Regions from separate parts of the Arachis hypogaea genome. Here region 1 is linked to region 2. The links are chromatin contacts, called in public Hi-C maps. All regions are on one chromosome and are shown on one strand. Each heading gives the region's core, a stretch centred on a gene start, on an enhancer-like site or on the middle of the called end of the contact. The rest is flanking DNA. Distances are from core to core; before and after follow the strand shown.

Region 1 (7,151 bases), core at 2,250-4,749, 70 kb after region 2:
ACTGCACTCCTACGGGTTTTTGTTCATGATTCTCTTATTATACTATTAAGGGTAGGAGGCACATGCTGTCAATAAAATACAATTAAAGTAGAATATATTTATTAAAATAGATATGTATTTTTTTTAGTTTTAATTTGTTAACAAAAATATTTTATACACTTTTATGATTAAAACATCTTTTATTGTAATTTTATATGAATATCCTTAGAAAATACAAGTGACTCTTTTTATTTTATATTTTTACGTTTGTCAGAGTCCATTTCTTCTTTAGTTTTAAAACTTATATCATAAAATTAACGAATAATATGTATAACATGGATATACAAATTAAAAAATAAAGAATTTTTAGTTAAATAAAAATTAATAAATTAATATCTTAAAAAAGCTTAATAAAAACTAACAAATTTACTTCACAAATTATAGTGGTTTTTTAGATTTTATATTTGTTTTTTTTTTAATTTTATACAAGGACCACATTTTATATAAATACTGAAAGGAAAAAAAAGTTTAATAGTGAATTCAGTTTTGAGACAATATGATATGATTGATTTTTAACTAGTTTATTTAAGTAAATTATAGAAAGTATGACATTATAAATTCAAGATTTATGGATGCCAGTTTTAGCGGATTCACAAAGTAAAAAAAAAGTAAATCTTATTAATAAAACTATTATGAAGATTTTTAATAAGAACAATGCTATATGACTAACAAATATTATATTTTTTGTCAGCACTTAATCAGTAATAATTTGTACCCATATTTATAGAGATTTTGTACACAATAAACATACAATTTACACCTATGTTTATTAAAATTTTGCACATATGAATCATTATCATTTGCACTCAAAATTTTCAGAATTTAAACACATATATTAATAAAATTTATCCGTTAAACATAATTTAGTATTTATATTCACCAAAACATAAACAAAACAACTAAAAAATACTAATTTTCAAAAATTTCTCTTTTAATCATAATAATAATAATAATAATAATAATAATAATAATAATAATAATAATTATGATAATATCAACAATACTGTTTAATAATTATTTTTATTCAAAATAAAAATATTTTCTTATAAAATTTTAACACTTTATAAATTTATACTCTCATAATTTCATGCCACAAATACATTAATAATAAGAGCTCACATAAATATTACATGATTTAGTTCTTGTTTTTTTTTTATTATTCTCATTATTAATAGTTCATGACTACTTTAATTTTATTGATCTAACATTATAATAGATTTTCACACTAAACCACAACCATTCAAATTTTAAAATTATCAACTCAAAAAATACTAACAGATTTATTTCCTTCAAAACAAATGTCCACGTGATATACACATCATTTTGGTCAGTTTATTTAGGCTTGGTTTGGTAAAACTTTTCGAAGAAGTGCTTGTCCTTTTTAAAAGCTCAAGCACTTCATTTTGTGTTTGGTAAATAAAAAAGATTATGTGCTTGTACTTGTAGCTTTTAAAAGATCGGAGTACTTTTGAAAGCATCTATGATAGAACTTTTTAAAGTTGGCTTGTGCTTTTCAAAATTTAAAAGTCTAATATAACCTCATATGTTAACTAATTGTCAAATTTATGTCTATTATAGTATTTTTAAATTTTAAAAACTATTTTATCAACGGAAATGTTTAGTAACCAAAGAAAATCAGGCAAAAACACCCATAACTTATTTTATTTAGCATTCATTAATTGTTGCGACAATTAATAAATACTAAACAAGGCAAGTTCTGACTGTTTTTTTGTCTCCCTAGCATTATCATTTACCAAATGCAATTGTTGTTACTTATGTTTATTAAAAGTAATTTTTAATTTGATTTACCAAATATAAATGTTACAACTTTTAAAAAAGTCATTTTTAAAAGGTAACTTTTATAAGCTATTTTTGAAAAATAAAAATTTTACCAAACTAAAAAGCTTTTACTTTTTAAAAGTAGTTTTTTTACCCTACTACTCACTACCTTTTACTTTTTAAAAGTAGTTTTTTTACCCTACTACTCACTACCAATAAGGCCTATCACTCTAACTAACAACTTTCACCCAACTCTCCACATATTATGTGTTCATTAGTCAGTCAAAACTTAGCCATTTTTAGTTACTAACTTACTATAATGTCACGGTATAACATTGTCCATCACTTCTCAATTTGTGTATCCACGCAGCCACCCCAGGTGCTCCTCCACCTTCCACCTTCCACCATTATCGTTTTGTTTCTCTTTGGTGATCATTAACTCATTCTTTCCTTCCTTTACAGACATATCTTTGACTTATTCTTGGTTTAACATCTCCCAAGTTTCGGGCATCTCCATTCTGATGAGTTAAAATCCACAAGTACTTAAATTAATACTAACACCAAAACACTTGCAAGTTGCAACGATAATAAATACATCAAAGAACTACAGTAGGATGCCACTCCCCTTTCGAAGGAAAGGGAGCAGAAGAAAGTATACACTATGGTATAAATAAGAATGGTATATTCATCTAGATAAACAAATTTCAAAAGATGAGCTGCAAAAAAACAGACCATTCCAGCCATAATAGTATTGTCTGAATTAGTATATATCAACCTTGATATCTGTCTTGGTAGGGATAGAGGTTATTAGATTACTTAGTTTGAAGAGGGTAAAGGGGGTTAGAAGAAGGAAACTCGAGGGAGGGCTTAACATTATCCACTAAAGGTAGCATTTAGAAATAGGCTCAGAGATATGCCCAAGTCTTAGTAGTTTTTATTTTTTATATGGAAAAGTACGAAAACCAATGTATATTTTATACGATATATATAATGGAATTAAATTGAAATTAAAATTAAATTAGAGACAATTAATTAATTTTAAGTAATTTTTAATTTAAAATTTGAATCAAATCATGATTCTGTTAGTTATGAAATCAAATTAGGATTATCTATATAAAGATAGGGGTGTATGCGGATCGGATCGGATCCGATATTCGCAGTTTTTAAGATTGGATCCGATCCGATCCGATCCGCAAACGTGCGGATCGGATCGGATCCGATATCGGATATATCTGCAAAACACAAAAATATTTTTAAAAACTTATTTTTATTAAAAAAATATCAATAAAATTTATTTTTTCTATTCTTTTAAATATGTTTATTTTTAAAATAATATTAAACATATTTTTCTTAAATAATAAATTAAAATAATATAACATATATGATAATTATTAGTTGAAATAAAACATAAAAAGAATATTTATTTATTTATTTATTTTTGCGGATACGCGGATACCAACACAAAATCCATAATTCGATCCGATTAGTGTGCAGATCCGATCCGAAAACCTTGCGGATCAGATTCATATCCGCAATTTTTAGATCGGATTCGGATAAACGGATCGAATCCGATCCATAGACACGCCTATATAAAGACATGCAGCGCTCACTCCGACTCCTTAGAAATTGTTACCGTTTTTTAAATCCCTTGCTAGAGTTCTGTCTGTCATCAACTATGCGAGTGGGAATCGATCTCCCTCTAGGCTTTTTTAACTTAACCTTCTTTTTCAACTTAACCTCTTCATGGCCGTTCATAGAAGACCAAGATCTTCCGTTCTTCTTCGGCCTATTGTTCGGAGTTCTCGTTGCGGTTTCTTTCCTTGCATTAGGAAGACCTAGACAAGCAGCAGTCACCACCCAGAGGAGTTCCCCCTCACTCATGTGTAGATGAGTTTTTGTTATTTCTTATTTTGTTTGGTTATATTTCCTTCGTTTTTTGACTTCTTGTTTTGGGATCAGTTTCGGGTATAAAAGCCCGTGAGGATGGTTTTTTTTTTGTCGTCTTTTTTTTTGTTTTTGACTTCGTGACTTAGGTATGGCTTTCTCTTTGGTGTGGGTCTCGTTTTTTTTTTCCCTTTTTTTTGAACTTCTTTTTCCCCATGCTGGCAATAAAATACAATTAAAGTAGAAAACATCACAAGATATTTATTAAAATATATATGTATTTTTGTATAGCTTTAATTTATATTTGCTATTTTTTAATTTATGTTTATCATTTATTAATTATTTTCGGATAAATTAAAAGGAAAATATTTGATTGTGTTAATGAGAAAAATATGTATAAGCCACAATATAATTAGTATTTAGTTTGGCTTAAACTATTTTTCCAAATAAAATTAAAAAGTCAAAGATGATATTTTAAAATAACTATGCATTATTTTTAATAAAATTTAATATAACATTATAAATGAATATGATAAAAGTTAATTGCAGTAATTTTTTATGGATATAATTTCAAATATTATAAAAAAATTATTATCTTTTTTCTTAAATTAACCTACCTATTCTGAGGTTTTAGTCATTTTTTCTTGCTTTGGTAGTTACAAGAAATATAATTGTTCTTGTGCCCAAGATTAAAAAATGGATTTAGAAGGTATCTTTTTTTATTTTTTTTATTTTTATAAGTTAAACATGTCTTATAACCATTTAGTAATAACAGATATAAAATTCTTTTATCGGATATGATATTAAATTATATATAGAGTAGTTTTGATACCCAAATTATTAGTTATATAACAGCTACGACAAAGTTATAACGGGTGGATCAACAAGAATGACAAATAAAACCTAGGTAGCTAAAACTAAAAGCCTAATAAAGGTTACGTATTTTCTTGTTATAAAAATGGTCACAAATTCGCAATACAATATTCGAAGCTAAGAAATTATGGCATCCAACAATAAGCTGTTATTGAAACTATATTGAAACTATAGCCATAGATATAAAATTCTTTGATTTAAGCTGTTATTGATGATCACTCTTCATGCTTCTTCATTCAATCGGTAAAAATAAATTTGATTTTTAGTTCACAAAAACCGAGGAAGAAATTTTAACCATGAATTTATATATATGGATATAACAAATACTGTAACAAACTGAAAATTATCTACTAAATCAATTAATATATATATATATATATATATATATATATATATATATATAATGGTTAAGTACGATTTTGGTATCTAAAGTATATATCAAAAATTTTGTTGTTCATAACTTTTTTTTGCATATAAAATTATTTCTAAAGTTTAACTTAATTTTAAAATCGTGCTTAACTTAGAAATCAAAATGTATCAAGGTGACGACGAAAGCGGAAGCAGAGTGGATCGTGGATAGCTTGGATCGTTGATAGCTTCTTTTTCTTCTTCTTTTTCTTCTTTCCTTTTCTCTTCGAAGGAGCAGAAATATTTTCTTTCTCTTATTTTTTTTTAATTTTATAATTTTTTATTTTAGATAATTTGGTCTAAAATTTTAATATTTAAGTAAAAAGAACAATTTTAAAATTTAATTTTAAACTTTAGAGACGATTTTATATAAAAAAAGGTTAAAAATAAAAAAAATTTTATACCTACCAATATTTTCTATTTTAATAATTCTAATATTATATTTTATTAATATATTAGAATATATATATTTTATATGTACAAAAATATACAATAAAGATTTTGACAATAAATAAAGATTGTACAAATTTTAAAGAACAAAATGTTTGTTATGCTTAATATCTTTAGTTTGGTCTGTATTCATATTAACTCCGCTCTTTATTCAAGTAGTTTTCTGTTGGCAAAATTACCCGAAGCCTATGCTTTTTTGAATCCAATTGTAGATATTATGCCAGTAATACCCTTACTTTCAAATTTGACCTAACCCGCGGATCTTTTTTTCAGTCATTCATTGAATGATAAATCACGACAAGTGATGGAGATACGCGATTTAAATAACGGAAAATCCAATATTTTATAATAGTATCTAAAATGACTGGAAATGTGGAAACAAGACCAGATATAATTTGATCATTCTGAGCAAATCCAAAATCTTTATAGAGAGAACCAATCATTAGTTCCCACCCATGGGTCGAATGGAATCCTATACATATATATTATATATATATATTATATATATATAATAGGCTGGTAATCTACTATCTAATCTAATATAGTATTTGTAAATTATCTAAATAGAATCTCGAATTTCTATTTCTATAGAAGCTGTCTGATTTCACTCATATAACTATCAGATTTTGTTCTTCAATCAGACTTGAAGTGAGAATAATAATGAATTTTTTTTATTCTGCCCCTTTCCTATTATATTTAATATTTAGTTTAGAATATTTAATGCATATTTCATTTAAATGTATATTTAATGTATTTAAATGGAATTCTCGAACCATGAGTTAAGAATAAGAAGTTCTTGATTACCCAGACTGGAATAACCACTTAGAATAACAAAACTAAGTATGTTTGTCGAGAAATGCAAAATTGCATGGATACGATCCTCGTTGTGCGTCGGTGATCAATTGGATGGTTTCTTTGTATATTTTGGTACGAAGATTCTTTTTAGTTTAGTAAAAAAAAAATAGGAAAAACATCTTTTAAATAATGAATCTTTTTCCTTTTTTTTTTTTAGAAATCAAAATCATATTTAATCTTATTTTTAATGCATATTTTTATTTTAATATATATTATATATTATTGGTTAATTTAGAAGCCGATTTTGAGTATACGTGCTAAGCATATGTAGATTGATATTTTCCAACATTATGTACATGTGGGTTACCACCGGTCCATCACCACATAATACCATTGCATGAATGAAATTCTAACTATTTATATACATATATACTCACAAAAATAATAATATCAAAGTATATCTTAAATAAATTTGATTTGTTTCACATTTTTTACCGTAAGTATCTAAAAGTGTAGAAGTGTTAACATTATATCCATGGAATGGAAGAACAACTTCATTTTCTTTTGGTTATGAATGTAAATAATTTCAACTTCACTGATGACTCTAAGGATAAAAACAGAATATACAAAAAGAGAACATGTATCACACGTGTAAAATCTGTGAGCTTTCGATAAAAAGATTCATTCTCTTCATAAAAAAGAGGAGGTAGAAACAATAAAGATTTATTTTTCGACTCATAATGGTAACTTATTATTTTGATAAAAAATTTCTTCAAACAGAAGAAAATTATGTAAACACTTACTCGAAATCTTACTTATCAGATTTCATTGTGTCTTCCACAATGGAATCTGAAGAATTCGCCATGATATATCTGATTCATGTATAATATCATGAAAAATAGATACAAATTTTTTGCTGCTAC
Region 2 (7,098 bases), core at 468-2,967:
AAAAATGAAATACAAAGATGTCTAGAAGCAGGACAGCATAATAAAAGGTGGGGATTTCTCAAAAACACTACACTGTATTCATTCAACGGTGTATGGTCAAAAAACAAAGAAAAATCTTAAAGAAGAAATAATGATAAATCAAATTGAATGCACCTAAGAGCTTGTCTCATGGAGATGACGACCTAAACTGGGAGTTCTTTGGATTTCACGAAACAACTTGACAGAACTTGCTAGAATGGCAGACGGCATAGAAGTAGAACCTTCAAAAATCAACTGGTTGCGAGCTTTCCAGCAGTTCCAGCAAATGATGGCAAGCAATTGAGGATTACGGTCAGCATTCTTCAACGGGTTAAGTATCTCTGTTGATGCAGTCCATCATGTCCAAAAGTCATTAGAACTCTGAGGGGGAAGACAGTCACGAAGATAACTCTGAGACCATACGTCTTTAATTCTAGAGCAATCGATCAAACAATGAGTGACTGTTTCCGTTGCTTCATGACAACAAGGGCATATTGGCGATATAGATGGAATGCGGTGATGAATCTGAACAAGCACCGGAAGTCGACCATGAAGAACTTTCCAGATAAATTTATTGTTATACTTTTCTGCCCTTATAATGCGAACGCATTACATTATACTAAAAATCTACCTAAATCAAGTGATTTAGTTAATCGTAAGTATTTATAAGTTAAGGATAGAAATAAAATTTTTAGAGGCGGCGTGACAAAGCAGCAGAACTAGTAGTATGATAGAATGTCTCAAATTTGAATGACGTTAGATTTAGGGCACAGGGTACCGTTGTTAGGGGACAGTTGGGGACATCTTAGTTAAAGAGATGAGAGATCTATCTATTTGCTATATTTTTTTTATCTCCAAACTCAACAAATAAAAAATTAATTTGTTATAAATTTAAATTTTATTTAAAAATAATAAATTTGTTAGTAATTAATTTAAAAAGTTAATACTTAAAATTTATAAATATTTTGTATTAGCTTTTAAGACAATTTTCAATATATAAAGGACATAAATAATCAGTTAGATGCTACAACCTACATGTCGTCTTTTGGTTATTTAAATACTAAAATTGAAACAATACCATTTTATAAAATCAAGTGTAACATCCAATTATCTACATCAATTTAAAAATTAATTAGAGATAATTAAAATTTGAAAAATTAAATTAAAAATTACCTGCAAATTTATAAAATTGAATATTACATCTAATTTAAATTAGTCGAATAATTAACTTATTCATTTTTTTGAGAAAATATCAAAAATTTAAATTCTAACATCCCGTTTAGAAAAGTTTATAAGTTATTTTTTTAATTTTTAATTTATAAAAATGTATAATATTAATGTGGGATACAATTTTTAAAATCAAATTATAATTTTTTAAAAAGTTATTTTAGTGTTTATAGAAAAATAAATAAAAATTTTTCTTATAATAATAATTTATTATTATTTTTTTCTTAAAATAAGTACTTTTTAAATATTTATTATTTATTTATTTTTTAAATTAATTAGATTATTTATCCAAAATAAATCTAAATACACAGAAATATGTGTACACAACAGACAAGATGAGATTCAAACCTAACAGCAAATGAATGAATCCAAATTGGTTTATCTAGGCTGTTTTCAGTTTTCACCACTTCCTACTTAATTACCATATTGACCCCATGATAAAATAAATAAAATATTTTTACAAATTACATACAGGTCTGTGTAGAGAGTGAAGAGGCAATCGACAAATATCTCTCTTTCTCTTTCTCTCTCATTCACGCCTTCTTCTTCTTCTTCTTCAGTTTTGTTCTCTCTTGTATTCTATCCCTACTTTCTTTGCCTCTGTTTCATTTTCACGATTTCTTCATTCTTATTCTCATCACCAACACTCTTCCAACTCCTTTCAATCCATTCCTATCTCACTCTTTCACCATATAGCTCGGTATTCTATTTGCTGCTTCATTCATTATTCAGATCATTTCTTTTCCTTATTTAACTCTCTTTATTCAGCTTTTCGTTTTTCGCTGTTTGATTCTACTTGCTTTATGGATTGAGATATATAAATTAACTCTTTTTTTTATGTTGCTTGTTGTAGAGTTTTCTTCTGCTGCAGCAGATTCCATTCATTCAGTCTTATGCTGGAGATGTCAACCGAGTTATCCACATTTTTGGTCAGTATTTTCGTTGGTTTATGCATCTTATTTGTCTCGCTTTGTTGTTATTGGATTTAATACTTTGTATGGTTTATTGTGGATCTTCCAAATGATACTTTGTTTAGATTAGAAGCTTAGTTGTGCATTATTTCTCACTTGATTTGCTCTTTTTTCGTTGAATCGCCAAATCCTCTTACTGTGTTCTTATGTGCCCTAATCTGACTGTTATTTACTAAAACAGTATCGGATTCAATTTTTGGGAATATACCTTTCTGTACCTAGCTATCAGCTGCTGCATGTGAAACCAATCTGTGGTTGCAATATCTTTTGGGTTTTACTATTCTGTCACTGAAAAATCAGGGTTTCAAAGAACTTGTTTATTGTGAATGAATGGAATAATAAAATGGTGCAAGAACAATGAGAAGTCCTTTGTTCATCTATAGAAATGGTTGGGACTTGGGACGGAGTGATATTTCTTATGGCTTATTTTGCCTATGCACAAATTCAGTCATAGCTTTAATATCATTAACCTCTTAGATTTTCATTTCACTATGCTGCGCGGCTTATAGGATTGTGTCTTTTGTGTTCGTTTTTGTGAGTACATACATATCACATATGCTCGATTATAAATAGGTGTTGGTGGGAAGAATATGCTAGTGCACCCTGTTTAATTTGAAGTTAGAGTTTATAATCCTTTGATATCTCTAGTTCTCTACTGAAAGTCTTGTAACTTGGCTTGATTTGCTTGCAGAGATCCATGTTTGTATGATCATATCTTTGCTGAGAATTTTAAGATTATGGGTAGAGGTAGAGGAAAGGGTAAAAAGCTAAATGTTACTAATCATGAAGATGCTGGAAGTGGTGAGGATGAAAAGCTTCCCACACAAAAGAGAAGAGGAAGGCCACAAAAACCTCTTAAAGATGAATTTGATGATGAAGAAGTTGAAAAAGTAGAGGATGACAATGTCAATGTCAACAATGTAGTTAGTGGCAAAGAGATGAAAAGTTCCATTGTAGTGGAGAATGGAAGGAAAAGGAAACGAAACACACAAGTGAAAGAGAAATTAGACTCTATTGAGGAAGAAAATGGTGTTGGAAATCAATTGAACACGGATGGATTGGAAAAGTCCAATGGATTTCGGCACAATGGAAGCCGGCGTAAGAGCACTCCTCGTCGGGCTGCTGAAGCAGGTGTGCAGTGCAAGTAAGAACATGGTGCAATAGGTTTCCTACTCATGTGACCCGTCGAAATTGCGAAACAGGGAATGAGGCCCATTAATCTTTGAGCTCTTTACTTTTATTATCTTGTTTTATTTCTTTGACCTTAATTTTACTTCGTATTTGTTCTTTGGGGATGGTTGAAAGGGGTTCCATTGGTTGATTCCCTGCGATTAATTCCTTTTTCGAGCATTGATATGAGAGTTTGTTATGCTGGTTGTAGTTCTATATCATGATATCAATTTTTGTCCCTTACTCTATTTTCAGTTTGAGATAGAAAAAGAATTTATGATCTTCCATTGAAGTTATGACCATGCCTCTGATGTTCCCCCTATCTCTCCTTAGAGGCTATGCTTGCCAAGTTTCTAAAATAAAGGAAATTTTGTCTTTGCGTCTCATGAGAAATTTCTTGACACCGAGTTATAGAGAATTTATTAGATTATGTGTCAACAATATCAGCTTTCTTATTATTGAGTTGTTATCTTTTGAGTCTGTACCTGTTAGTCTTTGTGTATGAATTTCTTCAAATTAAATAATAGCCTTCTATATCCTGTCTCTGGACTCTGGAGCTTTATATAGTCTCTTGGTCTATAAAAGAGTAAATTCAGATGAATTCATGAATCAGATTATAAGAATATAAAGTGACTCTTTCAGGAATGAAACAAGAGAACAACAATGGTGCTTTGCTGAGATGTTTGGCAAACTACTATGCCTAACAGATATCTTGTTTCCATAAATTGTGTTTTCATGTGTTGGAATTTGGAAGTCCAAATCAATAAATATTAAATAATAATGAAAATGCGTGCATAAGAATTCTAACTCACAAGATTTGTATATTTGACTGAGATACAATTTGGGTTACTTTTGCTTTGACTTTCCTTCATATCCATATGCTAAATGCCCGTTCATTCTCTCGGAAGAAAGCAAACTGGGCATAGAAGTTCGCAAATGATAAGAATAATTATTTTTTTGGACAGAGTATGAATTGAATAATCATAAATATTGTGTAAATTTTAAACAAATTAGTGTAGGGTTTTGTGTTTTTCTTTTCTTTTAACTATTTGGCCATCCATAATAATGACAGCATTATTTTAGTTTTTGGTCTTGGTCCATGATGACAGTTGTTTTTTTTTCATGATAACGACACAGAGCTAATACACTATTTTAAGGCTAATTGGGTCCATTCCAAAAAAAAAGGAAAATTGGGTTAGAGAGATTTTGGCTTAGTCGGTGCCTAGCATTCTGATCCAGCCCACTTCTGAATGATCGTCACTTGCTCTAGTCATCCATCTTTAAGACAAAAAAAAAAAAAAGAAGAAGAGTAACCGATGTTGAAAAGTTATTGTGTGCAAAATGTTAGTTGGTGTAGTAATTGTATGATTAGAAGATAGATCTAATTTAACTTGAATATACAGACAAGGATAATTAATCACTATTGTCATCCAGTCATGCTCACGATCTAATTAGAGATTTATTTGTTTTAATAAAAAGGGAAAGTATGAGGAGCCAATGAAATATTTATACAATGTGTACAATGGAGGTTTATGGAATATTAGAGATATAATTATTAGTGTTACATTTTTTCATCAGCTGAATCTTTTGGGATGAGTGGTATCATGACATGGTATTAAAGCGCTAGATCTGAAAGGTTAAGAGTTCGATCCTTGGTGAACCCAAAAATTAAACTAATTTTTCGAGAAGATGTACTTGGATGGTTATTCTAAATAGTATAGGAGATGTTCATTTCATAACTTAATAGCCATTGTACACATTGTACAAATAGTCCATTGTCTCCCCAGTGGATCCTAATAAAAAATATAAATTCTGTTTTTCAACCAACAAGAAAAAAAAAAAGAAAGGAAGAAAGAATAAAGTTAACTTAAATAATCATAAAAAACCTTTGATTTTGATTTGCTGCCATGTAAAATAATTTATGCTATGAAACTTTTATGTGCCCTGACGGTACCTTAGTGAAAAAATATAAAAATTAATTTTAAGTGTTTAAAATTAACACTTTTATAAATTTAAAATTTAGAATAAAAAAAAATTAACTAATTGGCTTGGCAAAATAAATGATGGAGAACAAGAGTATTAATTTGCTCTAGAACATAAAAGAAATTCTCATGATTACATATTTACTTGCTTAACTACGATTAATTAGTCATTGCAACCAGCAAAAAGTAGAAGAAAACAAGTTGCTAGTAAAAAATAGTTGTGTTATATATATATAGGAAAAAAGGCAAATCCTGAATTGAGATCAACTGAGATAACAGTGAAGGGGTTTATTAGCGTTGTTGTTATCGGCGTGGTCTTTGCTACTTGTTCTTCTTCTTCGCTCAATCGGAGCAGTTTTCCAGAAGGTTTCATCTTTGCCACATCCGCATCTGCATATCAGGTATGTATGTATCTATCCATCTCAATTATTTGAATTCAACTTCATTCAATTAATAATTATTACATTCGATGCGCAGTACGAAGGTGCAGCAAATGAAGGTGGAAGAGGTCCAAGTATATGGGATACCTTCACTCACAAATATCCAGGTTTTTTTTTACTTTCTTTCAATAATTATTTTATTTTCTTCAACAAAATTTATATAGATATTGATTAGACATTGTTTTGTTCAATGTTGATTAGAGAAAATAATGGACAGAAGCAATGCGGATGTTCTCATTGACCAATATCACCGCTACAAGGTATGCATATATGCATTTATCCATATTCGAATTTCAGCTTGTGTACGTAACAATTCAATGGTTAATATACTTTTAAATAGAGTTTAGATCTAGACGAATTATTAGTTATTGTTAATCTGTTGAATTGAAAAATACTATAGGAAGAAAGAATTTTACTTCATGTAGTAATTTTTATATAAATGCAATTATTAACTATAAGTATCATGTAAGTGCACTTAAATGTAAAATGAGTTGATTTGATTTGTCATATTGTAGGAGGATGTTGGGATCATGAAATATATTAATTTGGATGCATACAGATTCTCTATCTCTTGGTCTAGAATACTCCCAAGTAAGTTGAATAATAATGTTGATCAATTCTTATCCAAACTTAACTTTACATGTAGGTCCATATTAACTCACCTTAATCAATTCTTATCCACAGAAGGAACGCTTAGTGGAGGTATAAACCAAGAAGGAATCAAATATTACAACAACCTCATCAATGAGCTGCTGGCTAATGGTTAGAGTTTGCATCTTAATTTCTCATGCTGTTTATGGTGGTAACGGTATATAGTTGATAATTGTTTCGGGATGACTAATTTTACAGGTATACAACCATTTGTTACCCTCTTTCATTGGGACCTTCCTCAAGCCTTAGAAGATGATTATGGAGGTTTTTTAAGCCCTCGCATAGTGTAAGCTAGTTTCCATATGTTAAAATATCTATTAATTATTAGTATATTTTTTATTAATTTAAATTTTTAAAAGAAATAATTTCATAATATCATACTTTCTATGAATTAAAGATTTAAAATTGATCTTTTGTTATCATTCATAAGCTGCCCACTTATATTAATTTATTTAATTATGCTACATGTATATCAAAATCAACTACTAAAATCAGCCATCAATCTAAAATATATGTTAAAATATAAATACACATTGAAAATAAATTAAACCATACATGTATTTATATACAAATATATTAATAACGGATTTTAGTATCTGATTTTGACGCACAAATTACATTTTGTAATTCATTAAACTT

Evidence for each region. Hi-C and Micro-C count contacts between places; a contact is called where the count stands out from the background.
Region 1: a contact with region 2 is called in a Hi-C map of an unstated tissue, with 4 times the contacts expected there. The contact joins the enhancer-like site here to the promoter of LOC112706617 in region 2. A contact is called at or near these places in 3 of 8 Hi-C or Micro-C datasets (leaf and an unstated tissue).

What each region holds. Positions count from the first base shown.
Region 1 is chr8:26,317,447-26,324,597 of arahy.Tifrunner.gnm2.J5K5, forward strand. No RefSeq gene overlaps it. Among protein-coding and RNA genes, the nearest start is that of LOC112706621, 11 kb to the right of the region's middle. Within about 2 kb of position 3,500, at least 2 of the 3 cell types and tissues checked have open chromatin away from gene starts, as enhancers often do.
Region 2 is chr8:26,249,722-26,256,819 of arahy.Tifrunner.gnm2.J5K5, forward strand. It overlaps LOC112706617, which reads left to right and starts at 1,718. Exons shown (of 3, transcript XM_025758010.2): 1 at 1,718-1,945; 2 at 2,099-2,174; 3 at 2,908-3,682. The coding sequence starts at 2,954. The coding sequence ends at 3,364. LOC112706618 (beta-glucosidase 12) reads left to right here and starts at 5,634. Exons shown (of 13, transcript XM_025758011.3): 1 at 5,634-5,769; 2 at 5,846-5,915; 3 at 6,010-6,068; 4 at 6,324-6,399; 5 at 6,493-6,570; 6 at 6,658-6,745. The coding sequence starts at 6,018.